Linked DNA regions of Solanum lycopersicum: region 1 is linked to region 2. Evidence: chromatin contacts called from public HiChIP or PLAC-seq data. All regions are on one chromosome and are shown on one strand. Each heading gives the region's core, a stretch centred on a gene start, on an enhancer-like site or on the middle of the called end of the contact. The rest is flanking DNA. Distances are from core to core; before and after follow the strand shown. Region 1 overlaps LOC101247019 (ferrochelatase-2, chloroplastic). Region 2 holds the start of LOC101246717 (ultraviolet-B receptor UVR8).

Region 1 (3,902 bases), core at 33-2,532, 40 kb before region 2:
CCACTATGATATATTCAACCAGATCCTTGGCACTTCTATGTGCCAAGTGAAGAATTTGAACAACCTACTCACCGTAGGAGGTTGATCAACTAACACATACCCTTGACTTGTTGGGACATTGGTGTGTTCTCAGCCATGCTCAAATGTTTTGTAAGACTTGATCCAGTCTCTTAGTCGATTTGCATACTTTCAGGTTCTTCCATCTACTGCAGAAAACATGGCACCTGGGTTTTATTATGCAACTGCCAAAAGTGATTGAAATAAAGGGCACTCCCTCCTTGTTTTATTTGTATGTGGATAACTGGTTGAATAATGTTATCGAAGTTTGAACAAAAAAGTTCAATGCTGTTTTCAAAGACGATTGGTGAAATGAACCTAATATATGCTGAGTTCTTTATTTGCAGTCATTGGTCCCTCTTGGCAGCGTGGAAGAGTTATTGGCAGCATATGATTCACAGCGCAGGGAGCTTCCACCTCCTGTAACAGTCTGGGAATGGGGTTGGACAAGAAGTGCTGAAACGTGGAATGGAAGAGCAGCTATGTTGGCAGTTCTTGTGCTGCTGGTGCTAGAAGTAACAACTGGAGAAGGCTTCCTGCACCAGTGGGGCATATTGCCCTTATTCCGTTAGCCCCTTACACCGTACTCTCTCCCTGCTCATCCTATTTGAGAAGGAAACTTCTTCCCTCCCGTCCTTGCTGTCTCTCTTTCACATGCATTATACAAATACACACATAAAGGTGACTGGCTGCTGAGATGTTGAAAAATGACTGAAATAGGGAATGAATTAAGAAGTTGTACATTGTCTTTCACTTAGGATGAGCGCCCACTCTTTGTGCTACCATATACTTCTTTAATCTATGTAGCAAAACAGCCTCCATTTCATTCATTGCCTCAGTCCAAGTGAGCAGGTTTTGTGAGACGTACAGTAAATTGAACTGAAAATAGAGAAGGGTGAGAAAGATCAAGAAGAGGAGAAACAAAAGAGCTAACTCACCTTCGAAGGTTTATCATACTTGTATAACTTTTGGCATCAATACCCAACCTGTAAATTTTCTTCTGTTGCTCCAATTTTCTGTAACATTTCTATGTATTAAATCATTGGCATACAGTGTTAAGATTGGAACAATACCGTGGCAGATGTCTACAATAATGTTGTATTTGCATAATGTAGATGCTGAAAGTGTGAAACAACTGGAGAGTAACTTTCAACAATGTAAAAGAAGACTAAGATGCTGCTGGATTTATGTAATGTCCGTAGTTGCACTACCTCTTACATGACTAGGCCCAACAAACGGAGAAACTCAAGTGATGAGTGTTTCCTGTTTGTTTAGGGTATCTCAAGGAAAACTTGCATAATTTTAATGTTAGTTTATCGGTTTGCTGTATTAGTTTACTCCAGAGTTAATTGACATATCTAGTAGAGTTTTTGGCTGAAATCATCCCTCTACTATGACTCAAATTTAATTTACATTCTAATATTATCTAAGTGACCAAAAAATATTCTTATACTATCCAAGAAATAACAAGAATCATTCTTCGTTCTATTTTTTTTTTTTGAAGAAACTGATTGAATAAAAAAAGTAAAAATGATAAGTTCGGTTATGTCTTAGTCAGGATGAGAAGATTAAAGTTATCTAAAAAGAATAAGGAGATGATAGAAAATTAATCTTTCCCTTTTAGAACTTAATTTTTGTCTGTTAGTTTGTTTTTTGCATCATTAAGTAAATTGATTTGCAATAATACACAAGTCTTGAAAATATTTATACAGTAGGTGCCGATGATTAGAAAGATTATGCAAAAAAAAACCATTTTAAAAATATTACGCTCAACTATTAAGAACTTTTCTATTATAAAATATTTAGTTCGTATGTACATTATATACATGCAATGTACACATGCTAGAAATCTAGTGAGATTACATAGATGTTTAGTTATGAAAATAAAAAAAATAAGTACTTTATTTGAAATTTTTGAAGTTGAGGTTGTATGGGTAAAAAACTAAATATATAATTTAAGTACCTAAATTACTCCTCCATAACAATAGTTTCCCTTTACCCTAATACAGCAGTAGAATTTTCACAAAACCCAAATAACCTCAAAAAAGAAAAAGAAAAAGAAAATCTTACTATAACGTATCAATAATTAATAAAGAAGATTTTTATTCCCTAAATTTCTCCCAGTTACTCAACTTCCACAAATCTCACAATCATTAATATTAAATATAATGGTTCTCTTATAACACTAATACCATGTAAGCTAATCAAAAGCAAAATAAGTTTCTATTCTGATAAATTTCAATGGTGGAAAGTAACAACTTATCAGTTTTGACTATACTTTTTACAAAAAAATATTTAGAATTTGAACATATTTTGACTGCATATGATTTAAACTTCAATTTCTAAGAATTAAAAAAATCATCCAACTTGACTAGCTTAATCATGTGTACATATGTTCATTCGACTCGATACATTTTTCTTTTGTTAATGGCCTGAGTTTCTTTTTTTTAAAAAAAAAAATAGATAGAAGAATGAATCTTATAACTTTTTGGATAGTGTAAGAACATTTTTTGTCCACTTACATAGCAGAAGGTTATATTTAAAATTTTAAGTCATACTTCAAGGATGATAAAAAGGTTTCTCCAAGTCAAGTCGATTCCATGAAAAGTTTATAGACAGTGCTTGCGGATAACATTCAACCATACTTGTAAATTCAAGATTGGCAATATGCTCAACAGTGCCTTTGCCTATTTTTTCAAGTTTTTTGGCTTTTTTTTGAGCTCTTTTATCTCCATCCTTTTGCTCTTATAGTTGAAATACAAACATGTTTTGACCATAAAAGGATATAAATAGGCATTGAGGGCACTACTTTGGTGAACTAGAAGTCTAAAATGAGTCCAAAATCTTCAACTCATCACTTACCAGTAAGGGTGTATATAGAAAACTGACAAACAACACCAAACTCTGTATCATATTCATAATTTGAGTCGAACTGGAAAAAAAATCCAACTATGGTCAGATATTGAAAAAAGGATTTCATACACATTGCTTTGGTTTAGCTAAAGAGGAAGTATAATCGAAATCAAATCAACTCCACTTTACATGTATACGAATTTTAAAATAGTTTACTATAATGTAATTCAAATATTTCTTAAGATTTTCATGGATTTTATATTTTTGGCTTATTAATACAAGTTTGGATTTAAATGGTCTGATAAATTTTATAGCTCATAAATGTTAAGTCTTTTAAATAAAGCTCTAACTTATGGGCATAAGAACTCCATTCAAGATTTCCATGAGTATGTCTCCTTATCAACTTGTGTTTTGGAAGTCTTGTTAGGATCGAAAAAGTTAGCAGTAATGCGTAATCTAGCAACGCAAACCTCGAAAGACCACGAGTAAGAAGACAAACGAGAAATATACCAAAAGACACAAACATTTTATGTGGTTCGGTCAATTGACCTAAGTCCAGAAAGGAGATGAGCAATCCACTATTAATATGAGAGTACAAAATATAGAGATAAAAATCTCAATAATTCACTCAGAATACATGGGAGGTTCAAAAGTTCCCCCCATAACCAAAACTCTCAAAGTCCCTAGGACTACATTGTGAATTATGCTTAAGTTAGAATAAACAATTCTCTATTTATAGAGTCCTAAATCTTTTCCTACAAGAAAAGGACTAGACAATCTTAAACCTTTTCCTAAAAGAAAAACTTATTTATCCTAAGAAAGTCAGGGCAAATAAAACCCAACATGTAACGCCCCGTAGCCAAAATAGACCAAAAATCAGTTTTTTTTTTCAGAAAAATCTGCAGGTGCAACCAACGGTGGCATCGACGGTCTGTCCTGCACAACTCTAGATGGGATCAGAAACTCCCAAAAACTCAGCCATAAAAAATTGG
Region 2 (4,197 bases), core at 978-3,477:
GTCGGCCAATGCTTACAGAGTAGAGCTTGTTGGTACTCATACTACCCTTTTGTATATCATGGTACGGGTTCTCGCAATTTACTTGAAGTAGTGCCAAGTAACTTTGGGATTCGGAGACTTGGGTTAACTCTTGGCATATGAAGTTACCGATTTACATTTCTCTTGGCTAGGAAAGTCTTGATGTTGTATTCATACAGAAAATCTACTTGTATTGTATGTGTAAGAGATTTATACTTTTATTTTGATTATATGCTCGATTTCTGACTGATAACAGGTCTTAGGGATGATTCTCGTAATATTTCAGTTGATCTCTATTTCTTCTCTTTCTTTTTAGATTTTGATTCTTATTGGTTATCCTCCGTATGGTAGCCGTTGCTTATCGCTTAGGGCGAAGTGTTAGACTTACATATTGGTGAGGTGTAATTGGTCTTATCATGACATGAGAAATCACATTGTGATAGTTTATTGAATAAGAAAAATTTAGATGTTTAAAACGGTTGTTGAAAATATGACTGAGATTTTTTTTTCTATCATTCAAATTTTCCTAACTTTTATTCTTCTTAACCATGAATATAAATTACAAGAAGCACAAACACTTATTAAGAATTTTTTTGTGAAATGTCTTACTATAAAAATAACATTAAATTGCACACTAGATTAATGTATGACACATATATTCATGGAAACAACTTAAAAAATGGATGTTCTTCAAAGTTCCAACGCTAAAGTAGATAATCTTAGTTATTACGTGAAAGGGTATTCTTAAAAGTTCTAAGGCTAAAGAAGATAGTCTTAGTTATTACATGAGAGGGTATTTAGATCTAGATTCTTCTAACCAATCTGAATGAAGAAATCTTTAAGATTGAAAAATCTTAAGAATGAAGAAGACAACTTTCATCTTTTAGCGTGGTGGATGATTCATGGTTGTGCTTTTCCAAGACTTACTAAGATTGTTCATGACGTGCTAGCTAAGCGGATGAAGAAATTTGTGGATCGCAAGAGGCATCCCAAAGACTGTAAAGTTGGGACATGGTCATGGTAATGTTTACCCCAAGACAGCTCAAGACGCAACGAGACATGCACCACAATCTATTTCACAAATATGATGGTCCATTTAAGATCCTTTCCAAGGTGGGTAAGATCTCATGTACAATCTTGACATGCCTCCATATCTAAAGATTCTTCATACCACAAAAACAAATATGACCCATACAGAGGCTAATCGAGTTGTGCACTTATTACTATCACCACCTCGCATAGTCGAGAGATAAAAATATCATTGACTGACTGTGAGTGTAGGCGAAAACAAGGGCAAAAAGTTACTGCCATATTCCTATCACCAAAAAAAGCCACATAGGAGCAGTATGAAGACTTTTTGCTACTTAAAGAAAAGATTTGAGAATTTAATGCATTATCAATGTGTCACGATCATCTCCACATTATATAGGGGATAGTGTGATGACCTGTCATATCACCCTGCCACATAGACTTCATGTGACATAAAATTACCTATTTGGAAGCTTACGCGATAAGCATTTATTATTTATTGGAAGATTTTTTAGAGTAATGGAGAGTTTCTTGAAAAAACTTTAGAATATCTAGGAAGAATTCTTGAAAGACCTTGGAATATTCTAGGCATGTATTAAATTTTATAACAAGGGCTTGTTTATAAGTACTAGTGGCTTATGTAATGATTATTATTTACACAATAGATTTTAATTTAGTTCTTCATCCGTTTAAAAAAGAATGATCCTATTTTATTTTTAGTCTATTTCGAAAAGAATTTACCTTTTTTTGTAACATTTAATTTCACCTTTCCACATTATTTTAGGTCACAAGATCAAAAGTACAATTTTGTAAATTTGATATAACTTTAATTTAGAACCATGAAATCCAATTTTTTTTTATTTTGTTAAATTTCATATTAATTTAAACTAGATTATTCTTTGTAAAACAGAGTAATATAAATAAAGAACATCATACTTAGAAAATCAACTGACAAAGGCAAACAATCTTCCGAGCAATATAATAGTTTTGTTTCTTCATTTCCTTAGTTATCTAATATTAAAAAGCCTTGCAAAATTGTGTAAAGATGGTGAAATATCGCCTGGTGTGCTTAGTAAAAGTGTTAAGTAAAATTCACACTATACTGATTGAAAAAAAAAAAGGTGGGTCCCATGTGCAAGGTCACGACTTACCACATGTGTGTGTGGGAGGAGAGGAGTTAGGAACATGTGGCGTCTCTATCACTAGTATAAATTCAGTGTGTACCCACTTCCATGCTCTCTACTCCTTCCATAAAAAAAATTCCACATCTTTCCACATTTTAATTAATACAGAGAAGGTACATTAGGTCAAAAATGGCGGACGGAAGAGGTGGTGATTGCAATAGTGATACAGCAGTTAGGCCGATTCGGAAAGTGCTTCTCATTTCCGCTGGAGCTAGTCACTCCGTTGCTCTTCTCTGTAAGTTCATCCTTCCATTTCTTTCTTTCTTAACTCTCGTATCAAATTAGTTTATCTTCCAGGTGGTTAGCTTTTTTCACCCTTCCTTTTAATATGATTTTCAATAAGAGTTCAAAATATGTAGAGATAAACCTACATAGTAGTAGAAGGGATTCGAATATACATAAAAAAAAATTATCTATGGCTCCGCTCCTGCTTCCTTCGTCTCTTCTGCAAGTAATGTTGATGAACAGTACAGAGATGATGAAGAGAGGGATTGAGTATTGGGTAAGGTGTTTAGAATTTGCATGGACAATAATGGTCCACGTTATTAAATATACTATGGGTAAAATCGTAATCTCTGCTTTCACATTTATCACATCTTTTATTTGGGCTTTTGTTCCCACCACAACAGATCAACGCCCTTCATCCTAATTTAATTCTAATTTCTAAATCAAAACCCTTGTGCGAATTTTTATAATTTAAATGAGCGATATATTTCCAAAATACTTTAAATAAAAGTGATATTTGCTTATATCTTCATAAAAATAAAAACATCTAAATAATTAATTCCCTAATAATTATAGGGTGGACTGACAAAAGGAGAACTCTGAAATGCTTTCTTTAAAAATTTTTGTATTTGTTGAAGATTTTTTTACTCCATGAACTATATACAGCAATATAAATGGAATGGATAAAAAAAGGGGGCAGTTCGGTGCACCAAAAGTAAGGTCTTGTGTGTGTGATGATTGGAATGGCGTCATGGGAAATTTCACAAAGAATGAGTGCAGTAGAAATTTTAAAATTATGCTACCTAATATATATGAAAATTTTTGAAAAAAATTAGGTAATATACATGAATTTTTTTGAGCATTTTTTCTTTTGGATGAATGAGTGCAAAAAAGAAAGGCTTAATGCTGCGAACTAGATTTGAACTCAAATATGCGCTTTACATAAAGTAAAGGCTCTAAGCTCCGCTCCTTCGACTGATTGTTCGCATCGGATCTCCGGCTAAACGCTTGTCTCTTTCAAGACACTTTAAATCACTAGGCTATAACACCTTATTGTGTAAAAGATATCCAAAATATGATATTTGAACTCAAATATGCGTTTTACATAAAGTAAAGACTCTAAGCTCCGCTCCTTCGTCTGATTGTTCGGATCGGATCTCAGGCTAAACGCTTGTCTCTTTCAAGACACCTTAAATCAGTAGGCTATAACACCTTATTGTGTAAAAGATATCCAAAATATGATATTTAACCACTTTGTATATTATTGTACTTGTATATACGGTATGGTTTTCCGACGAAGGGTGTCCAAGACTATGTAGATACGCCCCTGGATGATTGTAGTCTACCTTAATGTAAGTATTAGTGATTGATTTCACGACTCGACCTCGTTAACTATAGATCACGGAGAGACAATTTTATCGTTGTTCCAAGGCTTCCATTACTTGAATGAAATGGACTGAATATCTCATTTTTGAAAAAAAAATGAAAAGAAGGCAAATCTATAGAGGGAATCCCTATATACAAAATCCTATTTTTGGGAATTCTCTTTTTGTTTTTCCAGTCATCTCTATATACAATATACAAAATCTTATAGCATATGCATTTTATGGGTCCACTATGTAATAAGACATTACAAAATAATGGTACTAGGATGTGTCATTTATCACAAAAAGAAGTATTTTATATAGAGCTGTTGCAACGTGCAACCACTCTAATAACGGTTGGGATTGTAAGCTTTTAA

Evidence for each region. HiChIP or PLAC-seq counts read pairs in DNA pulled down with a chosen protein or histone mark.
Region 1: an RNA polymerase II HiChIP or PLAC-seq map of leaf shows a contact between it and region 2, with 2.3 times the contacts expected there. The contact joins the enhancer-like site here to the promoter of LOC101246717 in region 2. A contact is called at or near these places in 5 of 8 Hi-C or Micro-C datasets (all in leaf) and 1 of 1 datasets of contacts at active chromatin or transcription factors (leaf).

What each region holds. Positions count from the first base shown.
Region 1 is chr5:24,836,136-24,840,037 of SLM_r2.1, reverse strand. It overlaps LOC101247019 (ferrochelatase-2, chloroplastic), which reads left to right. Exons shown (of 13, transcript XM_010322770.4): 9 at 405-522; 10 at 525-616; 11 at 619-675; 12 at 677-729; 13 at 731-1,267. The coding sequence ends at 761. Among protein-coding and RNA genes, the nearest start is that of LOC101247019, 20 kb to the left of the region's middle. Within about 2 kb of position 1,282, at least 2 of the 2 cell types and tissues checked have open chromatin away from gene starts, as enhancers often do. A contact at or near this core is called in leaf, where this site is marked.
Region 2 is chr5:24,796,767-24,800,963 of SLM_r2.1, reverse strand. It overlaps LOC101246717 (ultraviolet-B receptor UVR8), which reads left to right and starts at 2,227. Exons shown (of 12, transcript XM_069297979.1): 1 at 2,227-2,466. The coding sequence starts at 2,361.